Regions from separate parts of the Pan troglodytes genome. Here region 2 is linked to region 1. Evidence: chromatin contacts called from public Hi-C data. All regions are on one chromosome and are shown on one strand. Each heading gives the region's core, a stretch centred on a gene start, on an enhancer-like site or on the middle of the called end of the contact. The rest is flanking DNA. Distances are from core to core; before and after follow the strand shown.

Region 1 (7,762 bases), core at 3,570-6,069:
GGGTGGAGCCTAAGCTTATGACCGAATCACCTCTTAAAGATTCTACATCTCAACACTCTTACAATGGCACTTAAATTTCAGCATGAGTTTTGGAGGAGACATTTAGACCATACCAATACTTGATTCCCAACATGGTGATATTGGGTGTTGGGACTTTCAAGAGGTTATTAGGCCATGAGGGCCCCCATGAGTGAATTAATGTTGTTATCACGGGAGTGGTTTCTTATAAAAAGACAAGTTCAACCCACTCTTGCTGTCCTCCCTCTATTGCCTTCTCTTTGCCCTTCTACCTTCTGGCATTGGATGATGCAGCAAGAAGGCCCTCACGAGGCACTGGCACCTTGATCTTTGACTTCCCGGCCTTTAGAACCGTGAGAAAATAAATACATTTTCTTTATAAATTATCCAGTCTCAGGTATTCTGTTATAGCAGCACAAAACAGACTAAGGCAGAGATCTAATCACAAATTTTACATGTTAATGTTAAAGATAGTTTTCTTAGTCAGTATTTTGATATTAACAGGTCTGTATTTTATATGTTGTAACCTACTACAAAGCAGAGAACTTTTATATGGCCAGTTTGAGAAAATATTTTAATTATTTCTCTTCCTTCTGTACTGGTAAGTGAATGGTAATAATGAAAATTTCTCTTTCATTTGGCATTTCTTTCTGCTTTACTGTATTGATAGACTACCTGTTGTTAATGGTCATTACAGTACCTCTTATTTTCTCTTAAAGAACTTGTTTTATGTTTTCTTCAAGACACATAATAAGTAGCAAAGAGATGGTGCAGCATTGTTTACTGCAGAAAACAGTGCGCTAGGAAGTTTGGCACCTAAGACCTATATCTAACTTACACAGTATCCAGAACCATGGTACTTAAATTCTCTGTGCTTCTATAAGTTGGCAACAACAAAAGTCTATGTGAAAGTGAAAAATAAGAAACTAGATGAAATAAGATTATTATAGCTGCTCTTTGTTATGAAGATGATAACAAAAAATACAGCTATTCTAAGGCCTTCAGAATAAATTATAGAATTAAATTTTTGAGAAAAATGCCATTGATTTATTTCAGTTTCGCAATTTTTCAAAAGGTTTCAGTGCTTGACAGTATAACTGTAAGAATATCACTATTTATTAAAAGAGCTGGTTCATTCATTTACATTTATTGAGAACCTACTATGAGTCAGGCATTGTTTTAGGCGCTAGGGATAAAGTTGCAAATAAACAAAATCTCTACTCGTGGAATTTAGAATCTTGTGAGCATTCTTCTAGGTTATTTCCCTTAAAATTTAAGGTAACTAGTTTGCTGAAATTAAAAGGAGTATTTTACCCTGCTGTAGTGCTATATGTGTGTATGGTTCTTAAACTTCACACTGTCCTGTGTACTGTTTAGAAACAGAATTGTTTATTATTATGATTCTGGTATGTTAATGAAGGGGTACTCATTTGCAAATAACTGTTTAATCTGCGATTAAAATCTGGCAGCTCTCTTAAAAATAAAGAACAGTTAAAATGCATAGTCACTGTCCTGCTGTACTGAATATGCAATTGAAAAACATTAAGAAAGGCATATCCTATTTATCACTTTTAATGAATCTTTCACCCTGGTCCCACTGTAAGCCCTTGATGGTATTCCCGTCATCCCATCCATATGCTCCTAAAAGCATTAACTATTCTTGGCTCTGTGCATGCCTTAGTATAAAATCAAAATCTCTAGGTTTTGATCACATATAAGCAAGCTTAAAAAAATCATTATCATTACCATATCCTCATTAAGATGATGGGCCCCTGACCATCTCTTCATGTTTGCCTTGCAATCTAAAATTCATGTATGCAAAGGGAATTTTTCTTATCCTTTTGAAAGAAGAATGATAAATATTTATACAGCCTTAACTCTTTCAAGCAGGCATAGGATCATGTTTTAGAAATGACAGTAAGCTGCTCTAGGTTTTTTTTTTTTTTTCCAGCATAATTCGTCTTTCCAATAGCTACTGAAAAAAATGAATTGCAGATTTATCAATATTGGAGAATTTTCCTACTCTCTTCCCATTAAATACGTTTAGTCTTACATTTCTGCAACCCTTTTGAGCCATGGCTTTGAAAAGGGAGCAAAGAGGTCCCTCTGCTTTTCAGACAGGGTTCCTCCAGAGGGCTGGCAGTACGCCCACCAGGAGTGCTGACCTGTGCTCAAGCCCAGGATCCTAATTCCTCCGGCACCTTTTTGCTTTTTTAGCATATTTAACAATAATCTAGACTCTAAGTAACTAGTCACATATCCACACAGTGTTGCTTTCTAAAAGTTACTCCTCTCTGAAGCAGCAATTAGAGCTCCAAGACAGTTTTCTACTTGAAATTAAAATTCCCTCATGACTACTTGAATAAAGATGTCCAGTAGTAATGTTGAAGTTATGAATGTGTTTCAGCTCACAGAGCTGTCTTCTTATAATAAATGGAAGATGTGTGTGAAGTTGGAATTTAGTTAAATATAGACCATCCTGGAGATAGTAGAAGTGCTGCGGGTTATGTTACCAACAATAATCTAACTTGTCCTGCACCTGCTGTTGGACCTCCTCCATATTATTACTTCTGCCACTGACTCCCAAAAGCCAGGCTATTAATCTGAAGACAACTCAAGACCCAAGCCACATCATTACTGTTGTAAACCAGAAATAAAATTCTAAGCCCCCCAACCAACTGAATGCAGCCCTCCTCTTGGCCAGGGGCATTCAAAGTTAACCTGAAAAACTGATACTTTAGGCCATGAGAGGAAGCAGGGACTGGGGGTTGGATGGGTAGGTTGGACATGCCTCATTATGCTCTCCTCTGTTTGGAATTCAGGTACAGCTGACCAGCAGTAACATTAAAACAGAGAACTTAAGACTGACAAAACAGACTTTTTGTAACAATAAGATACCAGATTCCAACCTGATTCTGGTATAGCATCACATGACAGATAACAGGCCCTAAAAAAATGAAAATATTTTACCCCAAAATACATTTCTTTGACCTTTTTTTTTTTTTTTTTTGAGATGGAGTCTCGCTCTGTCTCCCAGGCTGGAGTGCAATGGCACGACCTCGGCTTACTGCAATCTCTACCTCCCAGGTTCAAGCAATTCTCCTGCCTCAGCCTCCTGAGTAGCTGGGATTGTAGACACCCACCACCATGCCTGGCTAATTTTTGTATTTTTAGTAGACATGGGGTTTCACCATGTTGGCCAGGCTGGTCTCTAACTCCTGGCCTCAAGTGATCCACCCACCTCCGCCTGCCCAAAGTGCTGAGATTACAGGCATGAGCCACCACGCAGAAACCAGCTCTTAAATGCTGAGTAGTTCACCACGCAGAGAAAGGCCTTTTAGAATTCAAGTGATCTTCTAAGGTTTATTTTAACTGTATACTATCATGTGCGAAGTATCATAGCATTAAAATATCGCACCTTAGGCCTCCAGCCAATGCTTTTATTTAATTAATTAATTTATTTATTTGAGACAGGGTCTCACTCTGTTCCCAGGCTGGAGTACAGTGGCACATTCATAGCTCACTGGTGCCTTGACCTCCTGGGCACAAGCAATCCTCCCACCTCAGCCTCTGGAGTAGCTATAGCTAGGACTACAGGTGTGCACTACCACGTGCAGCTAATTTTTTTTTTTTTTTTTTCTGTAGAGATGGGGTTTCACCATGTTGCCCAGGCTGGTCTCAAACTCCTGGGCTCAAGTGATCTACCCACCTCACCCTCCCAAAGTGCTAGGATTACAGGGTGAGCCACAGTACCCAGCCTATGATTTGAATATTCTCAAGGTCTCTTAGTTCCTACAATGCAGTAATTTTGTAGCAGTTTGAAAATCCAGACATACTATATAGGTTTTCCCAGCTACTCCTTGAGTTGGCTTCGTTTCTGCTATTTAGTCTCAGGAACTGTTGCAGTGGTTCCTATCTACATCTGTGATAAACAGCTTTTCCTAGAACAACTTGCAGACATGGCAATGTTCAGGTTTAAGTAGACAATGTACTATTGTGTTTGGCAGGAGAGGCCATTAAAAAAAAAAAAGCAGCCCTCATACTAAATTTCTTTTGAAAGGTGTTACTGATCAAAAAATATAGCTCAGAATTGAAAATTGTTTGGACTAAATAACTGTGTCCTTTCTCTCACCTTCCCACTCAATCCTTCCCCCAAAGTAGATTGATATGAAAAAGTACATAGGATTGCTTAAAGCTTTTATCTTTGTTAGTAATCACCCTGAAAGAATTTTTAAATTATTGATTTAAGTAGAATCTTTTATTCTTGGTTTAAATGTATACAAAAACTACCTACATGCTCACCTGCAATCTCGATTTTCTTTGAAATTCATCTATTTTCTCACTTGTCTACATCAAGGGGAAATAGGGAGCGAGGATAGGTCTGAACCAAAGTATTCCCACTTAAATGGCATGATGTGTCTACGTATCTATGTGTGTGTGCGTGCCTGTGTGTGCACACAGCAAATTACTGGTTGCAATAAAATTTGTTAGAATTTCAATTTAGCTTCATTAAGTCTGAGACAGTGAAGTAATACTAAGGGGGAAATAGAATAGGTGAAGAGAAATAAATACTAGATCAATTTTCTTTCAAGAAAGATGTTTTAGAAGAAGTAGTATTCATTTTTTAGGTCATCATTGACATTTCTCAATATTATATTCCTATAAACTGCATATCAGGACTTGTATGTACTTGAGGAAGCTACATTTTCACAGCAGGAGAGGAAATCAGAATAAAGCATTGAGATGCAGGTGCACAGTAATACAAGTGGGCTCTTTCCCCTGCAGCCTGAATGCCTGGCCAATAATGCAGAAGCTCTTGGAGCCGGGCTCTCAGGGTCTCCCAGAGCTAAGCCAAGAAGTATGGGGGTGGGGCGGGGGGGGTCAGGAGAGAATAATTGTTATTCAGTCTTCTTTAATGAGATGTATTGCCCACTGCTGAAAGATTGTGGCAGTGCCTTTTGTTATGCTAATTAGACACCATTAGAGCTTGGCTCTCTTTGATTTCTGCTTAATCTTTTCTGCTTCCTCAGCCTCAATCCTGACTGGCAAATGGTTGAAAGGTGGTGGGGTGTACTGCACGTGTTATTTATTGCTCACATCTATGCTGAATTCTTTGGGGAATGGGGGGGAATGTAAGATTTATCTTACCAAAGGCAGTTCCTATTTTGGACATTCATTTTTGGCTTATTTTTTAAAAATGAATTTTTTGATAATGATTACTTTCTGCCTTTTAAGTCCAAATGCCGGTGTTTTTTATATGGTTGCTTTTGCAGCCACACTGAATGGAAGATGACAGATTGGAAAATGTAGATGGCCTCTCCTTGGTTGCCTGGATTTCCCTAAAAACAGTGAGCAAGCTGATCATGCCATAAGGTTTTAGAGAGGCTGTGGTCAACCAGAAAAATGGAAGCAAGAATAATTTAATGGTCAAAAAGAGCAATTTTGCTATTCAAAATTCCTGCCTTTACAGTTTATAGACATGTATACATTCCTTCCTAAAACTAAAACATTACATTTACATGATTACCACAATTAAGAGTGTGGTGAGTTTTTTTTTTTAAATTTTTTTGAAAAATGACTAATATCCTTTCTAAAACAGTGAAATGGTAGATTTCCGTTAAATTTTTAAAAACAACATCATAATGTTTTAGAGCAGCCCTCTCCAATAAAAATATGGTATGAACCACAGATGTTACTTCACATTTTTTGATAGCCACATTAACAGCGTAAAAAGAAACAGGTGAAATTTGTTTGAATAATATATTTTATTTACTCCCGTATATCAAAACTATTATCATTTCAGCCTGTATTCAGTATAGAAATTAATGAGATGTCTTACATTCTTTTATTCATGTGAAATTTTTGAAATCCGGTGTGTACTTTGCACTGGTGTGTGTTTGATAACACATCTCAATTGAGATTCGCCACATTTTAAGTGCCCAGTGGCCACATATGGCTAGGACTACTGTATACATGGTGCAGTTTTAAAGTAATTGGGTAATTCACCACTTGCCTAAAACAACTGGCAGGATACAGGATAGAATCCATTTTTAACTTTATAGATTAAATATTATGAGGTATGTGACCTTGACCAAGTCACTTAATCTCTAAGGGGCCTGTATTCTCATCTGTAATATGAAGAGTTTGTCCTAAATGATCTCTGAAGTCCTCTCTTCTATCCAATCCAGCTCTGAATTCATGATTTTAAAAATTCTCATTTAGAAGTTGGGTAGGCTGGAGCTTATCCATCCTTTCTCATGATTTAGTATTTGAAAAGAAGCTTTCTTATGCCATAAAGATAATTAGAAAGCGTCCTGCATACCACACCCACACCTTTTTTTCTTCCAAATGTCTGAATCTTTCTCGGAATTATTCTGAGTTTTATACCATTGGTAATACCTGGTGGTGTAGCTCACTGAGTTGCCTGACTCCCCATGCTTTTGGAATGAGGACTTGGAGCAATGAAGGTGTGAGGGGAGTTGGCAAGTAGTTGCTGCAGATTACTAGATTACATAAACAATCTCTCTCTCCAATGCTTTTGCTTTTGCTTTTCTCTTTTTTTAAATTTGGCTTACTTTTTGTGTCGTTAGTGAAACAAAACTTCTACAAGCACTTTCCAAGAAAGTGACCTATTAAATGTTATCACTGGTCACTTGTGTACCTTTTGGGGATGGGGAATGTATGAAAAAAAATTTTTCCCAGAAGCACAGCCCAGTTTCATACATATTTTTGCCCATTTGTGAAAAAAAAGGACATTTCCTTATTTTAGTGTTTATTTGTTGAAAATGAAGTGAAACTTTTTTCATATATGTGCTGTATGTAGATAATTTAGATTTTTGGTTTTGAATTGCTTTTTTAGCAGTTTGTTTTTCTGTTGGGAACATTTATTGTTTTCTTACTGTTTTGTAAAGGCTCTTCATATTATATAACATATAACATGTCATTAGTATATATGTCATACTTGCAATTTTTTCTATTTGCTTTTTGACTTTGTTTATGACAATCTTAATATACTTTTTTAAATCAGTAGTTAAAAACTTCTCATTTATGGCAACATAGCATTATGTTAAAAATGTTTCATCAACATGTTACATGTCTAATAATTTATATTTCCTCCAAGTATTTTGTGGCTTCTTCTTTTTCATCTTTTCAACTGACAAATAAAATTGTATCTATTTAAGGTGCACAACCTACTTTTATGAGTAGGTCCCTTTCTGAGAATCTGCTCTCAAAGAAGACTGGCCTAGACTTGCCAAGTAATGGCTGAGAGAGACCAGTGGGAATAGATCAAGGGGGTGGAAGTGAATGGAAATTCTGTTCAATTTTTAGGTTTGAGCTTTTCATAAAAAAGTTCTACACTTATATCCAGTGTTGGCTCCACGGGCCCTTTCCATGAATCAGATCTCCTGGATAGATCTTACTGGCAGTATCTGTCCATAGGACTTCAGTTTTCAATATTGAGCACTTTCCCAGGCTGCCTGGGCATGACAGAGCTTGCCCAGTGTGGGGAAAAACAGACCTGATGTACTTTGTGCCGGCTCTGTGATAGGAGGGTCAACTTGTTCGGGTTTGTTGAGAGGGTAGATTTCATGTTATATGTTCTTACCACAATTTTTTTTTTTTAATTCCACAAAAAGCTTTATAGGCAATACCTTTGAATGCTCTAGAATACTCAGAATGTACAGGCAGGTGGTTAAAATGCAGCTGCTTTTTGAACTGGCAGTTTAGGTAGCACTAGATTTGG
Region 2 (7,762 bases), core at 2,257-4,756, 400 kb after region 1:
TTCCATGTATTTGCATGGCTTTGAAGGTTCCTTTTGGAGTTGATTTCTAGTTTTATTCCACTGTGGTCTGAGAGAGTGCCTGATATAATTTCAATTTTCTTAAATTTATTGAGGCTTGTTTTGTGGCCTATCATATGATCTATCTTAGAGAAAGTTCCATGCACTGATGAATAGAATGAATATTCTGCTGTTGTTGGGTAGAATGTTCTGTAAATATCTGTTAAGTCCGTTTGTTTCAGGGTATAGTTTAAATCCAGTGTTTCCTTGTTGACTTTCTGTCTTGATGACCTGTCTAGTGCTGTCAGTGGAGTACTGAAGTTCCCCAGTATTATTGTGTTACTTTCTATCTCATTTCTTAGGCCTACTAGTAATTATTTTATAATTTGGGAGTTCATGTTAGGTGCATATATATATAGAATTGTGATATTTTCTTGTTGGACAAGGTCTTTTATCATTATATAATGTCCCTCATTGTCTTTTAAACTGCTGTTGTTTTAAAATTTGTTTTGGCCGGGCACAGTGGCTCATGCCTGTAATCCCAGCACTTTGGGAGGCCAACACGGGTAAATCACCTGAGGTCAGGATTTCAAGACCAGCCTGGCCAACATGGGGAAACCCCGTCTCTACTAAAAATACAAAAATTAGCTAGGTGTGGTGGCAGATGTCTGTAATCCCAGCTACTGGGGAGGCTAAGGCAGGAGAATCACTTGAACTTGGGAGGCGGAGGTTGCAGTGAGCTGAGTTCACACCATTGTACTCCAGCCTGGGCGATAGGAGTGAAAGTCTGTCTCGAAAAATAATAATAAACAAAAAAATAAACTTTGTTTTACCTGATATAAGAATAGATACTCCGCCGCTGGGCACAGTGGCTTACGCCTGTAATCCCAGCACTTTGGGACGCCAAGGCAGGTGAATCACCTGAGGTCAGAAGTTCAAGAGCCAGCCTGGCCAACATGGTGAAGCCCCGTCTCTACTAAAAATACAAAAATTAGTTGGGCGTCGTGGTGGGTGCCTGTAACCCCCGCTACTCGGGAGGCTAAGGCAGGAGAATCGCTTGAACCCGCGAGGCGGAGGTTGCAGTGAGCCAAGATCATGCCACTGCACTCCAGCCTGGACGACAGAGTGAGACTCCATCTCAAAAAAAAAAAAAAAAAAAAAAAGAATAGGTACTCCTGCTCGCTTTTGGTGTCTATTTGCATGGAATGTCTTTTTCCATGGGGTTATTCAATTTTAGCTAACTCCCATATACACTATGGGCATTGGTGAAAATACTGACTGAATTTTTAATAAAGATCTAGAGTCATTAAGAAAAAGTTACCTTCCTGCATGAACTTATATTTTGGCATCTATCAAATGGCATTGTAATTAATACAACTCTGACCTCTATTACCGCATAACAAACTACCCAAAGCATAGTGATTTAACGCAACTTATTAGTTCTCATAATTCTGTGGGGTGTCAATCTGAGTGATTCTTCTGTTGTACCCATCTGGAATCGCTCCTGTGGCTGCAGTCATCTGACAACCCAACCAAAACTGGAGAGTCCAAGATGGCCTCAGTCACATGCCTGGGATGCTGGCCTTGGAGGGGCACCTTGGTTTTCCCTATGGGGCCTTCAATCCTCGAGTAAGATCAACTGCTGAAGGTAGTTCACAACATGATGTTTTCATGGTCTCACTGGAGTAGGTTCACAACACGACGGTTTCAATGGACAAGCCCCAGTACATGGGCACTTGTGAAGTCTGTTTGTCTCATGCTTGCTAATGCCCCATTTCCCAAAGCAACTCAGTGACCAAATCCAGAATCAGAGAGAAAAAGGTCCACATAAAAGCACACGTACTAGAAGGACGATTTATTACAAGAATCTACCACATCCACTGTAAATTTAAGAACTCAGAATACAAGTAGCATCCTCATTATTTAGCGTTTGCCTGCCACCCATAGTGCATAATTCACACCTAGGCAGTAGTACTCCTAGGGATAATTTTTAAATTTTTGGACAACATTTTGGGTGTTCTAGTGAAATACAGCCCTACCATGCATATTTGAAATGTATATTATCTTATTATAAATTACCTACTGTGTATTTCTCCTTTAATATTGTAGTTTGAACATTATGGTTTCTTTTTTAATTTTGTGCATAGTAAGTTACATAATCCACAGATTTTATTTCAGGAGAGTAAAGTTATATTACAAAATATTTGTTACAATAAGGCAGCGGTTTGGGTCTGATATTTTTGAAATTAATGAGTTAAGTTTGAGTGTTTTAAGTACTAGCCTTCAGTTATTTTTGAATCGTGATAGCCAGATAAAGTGTCACTAAATTATTTTTTTAACTTGGAATGTGGGACAGGAAGGATGGAGTTTCATGCTTCAGGAAGCAGTGAAAAATCACAAAACCTCTGTACTGCTAGACCCAACACTTTTCCAGATCCCCAAACTATCTCTATCACCCTCCTTTCATGGCAAATTTGCATATGCATTATTGTCAGAATTTTGAACTTATTTTACAACCATATACACAGAATTCTTTTCTAGCTTGCTGATTAACTGAACAGATGGTGCAGTTTCCCAGCCCAGCAGCTGGAGGGGACCGAGGCTGCGCTCGGCACACAGTAGGAGCACCATAAACGTTGATTGACTGAGTTCATTGAGGCGGTTGACGCCAGGCCATCCACTCCCACGCGGTACTCTTATCTTTCTCCAGGCCCACACCCCTGGCCCGAGAGGCGGTAGCTGGGAGCAGATGGCGAGTCCCGGGTGCCAGGTGTACTGCACTCCAGGCGCGGTCTGGGGCACTGGGTTCTACGGTCCCTGCCCCACCCCTCCCATCCCTATGAGTTCCCCCAAAGCTGTCTGCGCCAAGTGTGACGTCTGACTACGGCGGGAACATGGGAGGGGAAGGGCTGGAAGAAAGGAGATCGGTTGCCTGGCGAGGGGGCCCGTGCGTCCTACAGTCGCTACCCGCCACGCACGCGTCCCTCTCCTCCTGACCCGCGTCACTTAGCAGCCAATGCGGTCTCCGTGCCTTCCCACTTCCCCGCAATCAAGCGCCTTTCTTCCTCCGCCTCCCCTCTTTCTGTTATCTGACATTTTGCTCTGCTTCCCTCTGCCCACTCCCCAGCGGGATTCCCTCCCTGGCAGACGCGCGCGCCCCAGCCCGCCCTCGCACAACCTCCAATAGCAGGTCAACTGGCTTGTAACGCTGGCTTAGGGTTGCTCTTGAAGTGTTTTTCCAAAAGCGAAATCACCCGCTTTCCCCCACGGGGCTAAAACTGTAATTGCAACAACGGGCTGTTGCGTTGGGGGTGGGAAGCCCGTGGGGCGTGCCCCACCTAGACCGCCTGCTGGGGCCACTGGGGTGGTTTTGCCGCCCCCTCAACCCCTGCCACCCCGGGTCGTGTAGGCAGCTCCACCCGGACGCTTGCGCCAGGGCCTGACTGCCGCGGCTGCCAGCGGAAAGGCAGAGACCAGCTGATCCAAGGAGGACAAAGCGAGCCGAGACCTTCCGCAGAGCTTGGCTTCCTCGTAACTGCGCCCAGAGCGCAGCCTCTCCCTGTTAACTACCTGCCATATGTTCCCTTCTCTCAGACCCGAAACCGCCTCCTACAGGTGCTGGGGACTGAATCTGGAGCTTCGGGCGCGGCCCTTGACAAGGGCGCCTGGCACCCTGGGGCGCCTCCGTGGCCCTCGCAAACTCAGAGAGCCCCCACCGTCCAGTCTTTCCTGCACGAGCGAGGGATCGAGGGAAGGCGCCAATGCACGTCTGTCCCTCCGTGATCCGCGGAGAAGGGACGCTTGAAGACTGGGGTGCAATCAATTGTCGACTTCCCTCAGCTCTCAGCCCTTTTCCTCCCCCCGCGCGCCGTGCACGCGCAGCCTGCTCTGCCCTCCTGAAAGAGACGCTGCAGCTGCGCTCTCAATGGGGCCTCAGCCTGCGGGGTCCGGGGAGGGGATGAAGTGGGTGGTTGCCCAGCCGGTGTACGAAGGTCGTGTGCCTGCCGAAGAGTGGGTCCCACACGCACAGCGCGCACCGTACCATCCAAGCAAGGCTCACAGAGAGCATTTAGTCGTCCAGAGCAAAGGATGCTGGGCACCCAAGAGAGCAGGGGGCCAAGTGGCTGTCAGTTCTGGTCAGTGACGGAACTGGACAGCATCTCCAAGGGCCAGGGGATGAGGTAGGAGGATAGAGGAGCCAAGCTCCTGGGAAACGACCCCCCCAACCTATCCGCGACCGGTTGCAAATTCAAAGGAGGGCTGGGAGCCCGCGAGGGTGCGGGAGGTGTCCTCGCTTGGGCTGCGTGTGCGCGCGCGTTTGTGTGTGTGTGCGCGCGCGTGTCTTCAGCTCCTTCCCCGGTCGTAAAACCTAAACGGAAGACGGGTGTTAAAATGCTGCTGACAGGATCGCCTGAAACATGTTTACAGTAGGAAGGACTTTCCTCCAGAAAGCACAGTCTGAGTCGATTCCAATTTATTTCCTCCCTGTAACTGTAAGCGAAAGGAGAGGTTCGGCTGCCGCGGCGGAGCGAGGCTGAGCACCATTAATCCTCGGCGAGCTTAAGCCAGGGAGAGCGCTGTGCCTGCGAGACCGAGTCGCTGCGCTCCGGAAGGCGTTCTGCCTGAAGGAAACCTCTTTTTTTTTTTTTTTTTTTTTTTTTTTGAGTAGGGAGTGGCCTTTGCACTGGCGTCCTTAAGTAAGGCGCGTCGTTTCTCTGCAGCCGCTCTCGGAAGCCGGAGAAACTGCATTCACTTTAGCAAGAAGACAGGGAAACTGAAATTGATAATCCCCCGACTTGGGTTACCTGATCCAGACAGGAAGCTGGTCTAGGCTTCCCCAGTCACCCGGAGCTCCTGACAAGTGAGCAGGAGGCGGCGGGTGGTTGCCCTAAACTTTGATTTATGAAAAAAAATCAGAATTCATCGACATACCCTGTTACTCGTTGAGCGTTTAAGCCTCTAACTAAAGAAGGTACAGTGGTAGGGAGTGGTAGGGGGGTCGGGAGAGGAGGAAGGGGGAGAAGAAAGAAGACTGACTATCCCCACGATTTCCTACCTCGCCTCGCGGGCGCAGGGAGGCTCAGCGATGCCACCTGGCGGCTGCTTCTCCCCAGATTGGGAGCCGGCTGGCTGCAGACAAACCCAGGCTCTCCCCGGGTGCCGTGCCTCTCTGCCTCTAGAATAGAAGCAGAAGCCTGTATTCATGCTTGCAATCCAAGTGGCCCTGCAAACATTCGTCTTCTGCTTGTTTTCTTGAGAAAATCGAAGGAAAGGAATAATGAGTTGGCATTGGCATGAACAGCTTAAGCCTACTGTGTGCTAGTCACTGGTTATGAGAGGAAAATGGTACAATTGTTACAAATGCAGGTTTCTTAACTCTTAGCTTATTCTAGTGATAAAAATAAATGCTAGGTTTCATTTACCCCAGAATCCTATTTTGATATTTTGCAAATATGAGTTATTTCCATATATTATTTTTCAATGCACGCACCCCCACCCCCATTACGCGCTGAGCCCAGTTACAATGCAATGTCATCAGCCCAAAAGGATGAAGTGCAAGTTATGTTTGTCTACTTGACTGAGAAGTAAATCAGCCTCACATGGAGGCTTCTTTTCCATAAAGTGTGGACCCAAAAAAACTGGCGCCTTTCAGTTGACAAAGGCCAATGACATCAGATTTCCCAGGGCTTCTTCCTTGTCAGGTAAAGTAACAACTACACAGTTTTTCCTCCTCTTTATTTTATTTGAACTGAATACTTGTCAGGTCTGACTAGCGCCTACAATCATAGTTTCTATAACCAAGGCAAGGCAAAATCTTGCAAATCAGTGCAAATCCAGATTTGTTAAACTAATTTCCATTCAGGTCCCTCCCTCCATGCCAAAGGAATATATTAAGCAGTGGAATAGAATCTTATTTCATCTATGCCCCATACCATTGTATGGATGTGAGATTTTATGTTGTGTAGATGTGTGAGAGCAGAAGAAATGCATTAGCAGATATTACACTTACATCTCAAATGGAATTCCATCATTTAAGGGAATAAAATAAAATACCTAATTCAAAATTGGAAATGTCTAACATCATTGCTAACAAAGACAGTTTATTATTCTAAACCAGGATTTTTTTTTTCTGCAAAATTATCTTGGCTTTCTCTTAATACAGCTAAAAGACTAGCATTAAGAATTACTTCATGTACTGCAAAGCCAGCAGAGGGAACACTGCGTACTGATTTAGTAGGGGCCACCAAATATCTGGTATTTGGGGAAAAAAATGTCAGTAATGGAGAACTGATTACAGAGCATAGGAAGTTAGGGAATGAGAAGGGAGAAATCTTTTCTCATTATTTGGTATTGAGAGGTCCAACACATTCCAGTGTGCACACACTTAGTTGGTCACAAAGATGACTTTAATAAAAGGGCATTCGTCATATGTTTTCTTACATTCTAAGAGAACTAACCCATTAGAACAGATCTATTTCAGAAGTCTAGGCACTTGTGTAATATATAAATATATATACAGTAATTATAAAGTCAATGGAAGTTACTGATACCATATTTCATCAAGTCTAAGAGGAAATTTTTCTTTTCATTTCAACTCTTCCTGAAATAAGGAGGCATCCTACATCTAGGGGGATATCACAGTTTCATTGGCAGCTTTCTTCCTTGGTGGAATGTAATATAATGGTGTGTCTTAAAATTTGTTGGATTTGTTGAAATACAGAAAATACATGTAACAAAAGAATGAGGCCAGTGGCTGTGTTTTAGTACACCCTTTAAAAAATCCATGTGTTTTAAGCAGAAACATATATGACTGCTTTAACTTCCACTCTTCCCTATCATATTCGATGATGGAAGCATAAATGACTGAGAAATATAATCAATAATGTTGATACTCAACTTGACTGAATTATCAAACTAGCTACACCCTCAAATCATTAGTACAAATTCAAAAATAAATATTCTTTTTTATCCTAGTGAAAATATTGATCTTATAGATAACAGCCCTCTTAAAATAATTTTTTTTTGTCAGATTGGTAACATTTAAGGATGTGTTTCTATGCACACCAGAGAAAATGAAGTATATAACACAGCAACACTGTTATGCAAAAAAGGTGCCTGTGTGTTTTTGGTTTGGGTTTTTCTTTTTTTAAGGATTTGTTTCTCCTTTTTTAAAAAAATTATGTAATACAAGTAGCTAATCGTCAAAAATTATTTGCTTTTACCCACAAAAACAGTTTTGCTTGTGGTTGATCCTTACAGATCCAGTCAGATGGCTACATAGGGTGTTCTTTCCAGTAAAATTCTAAGTCTGACAACCTGGGCCTATTGCCAGCCTACATACTTTAAAAGTTTGACAAGATACATAGAAATTTACTACCCAGCACTAGTTTAATCTGAATCAAAAGCTGACTTAATTATTTTGGATTGACTTTACCTAACCACTTATGGTTAGCCTGAAGAATATTAGTTTCCTATTATAGTGTTAAGGAAAGCTGATTTTTACTACAATTCTAATTTTCAGACATTGGAAAACAAGTAATTTCTGTAGCCAACGTTTATTTTGAATACCTTGGCATCCTTTCTTTGCCACATTCTTCTTAGTATTCTTCATGGAGTTTCTTTCTTTTAAAATCAATGGAATGGCAGGGTTGCCACTATTGTCCTTCTATGGTTCACATCAATGATCTGTGATTACTTTTTTTTTTTTTTTTGAGATAGTCACACTCTATCACCCACACTGGAGTGCAGTGGCTCAATCTTAGCT

Evidence for each region. Hi-C and Micro-C count contacts between places; a contact is called where the count stands out from the background.
Region 2: a contact with region 1 is called in a Hi-C map of stem cell-derived neural progenitor cells, with 9 times the contacts expected there. The contact joins two enhancer-like sites. A contact is called at or near these places in 1 of 7 Hi-C or Micro-C datasets (stem cell-derived neural progenitor cells) and 1 of 1 datasets of contacts at active chromatin or transcription factors (stem cell-derived excitatory neurons).

The regions. Positions count from the first base shown.
Region 1 is chr5:27,131,767-27,139,528 of NHGRI_mPanTro3-v2.0_pri, forward strand. The region is part of intron 13 of CDKAL1 (CDK5 regulatory subunit associated protein 1 like 1); the gene reads left to right. Among named protein-coding and RNA genes, the nearest start is that of SOX4, 410 kb to the right of the region's middle. Within about 2 kb of position 4,820, at least 4 of the 24 cell types and tissues checked have an H3K27ac peak or open chromatin away from gene starts, as enhancers often do. A contact at or near this core is called in stem cell-derived neural progenitor cells, where this site is marked.
Region 2 is chr5:27,534,380-27,542,141 of NHGRI_mPanTro3-v2.0_pri, forward strand. SOX4 (SRY-box transcription factor 4) reads left to right here and starts at 7,716. Exons shown (of 1, transcript XM_527244.9): 1 at 7,716-7,762. Within about 2 kb of position 3,507, at least 18 of the 24 cell types and tissues checked have an H3K27ac peak or open chromatin away from gene starts, as enhancers often do. A contact at or near this core is called in stem cell-derived neural progenitor cells, where this site is marked.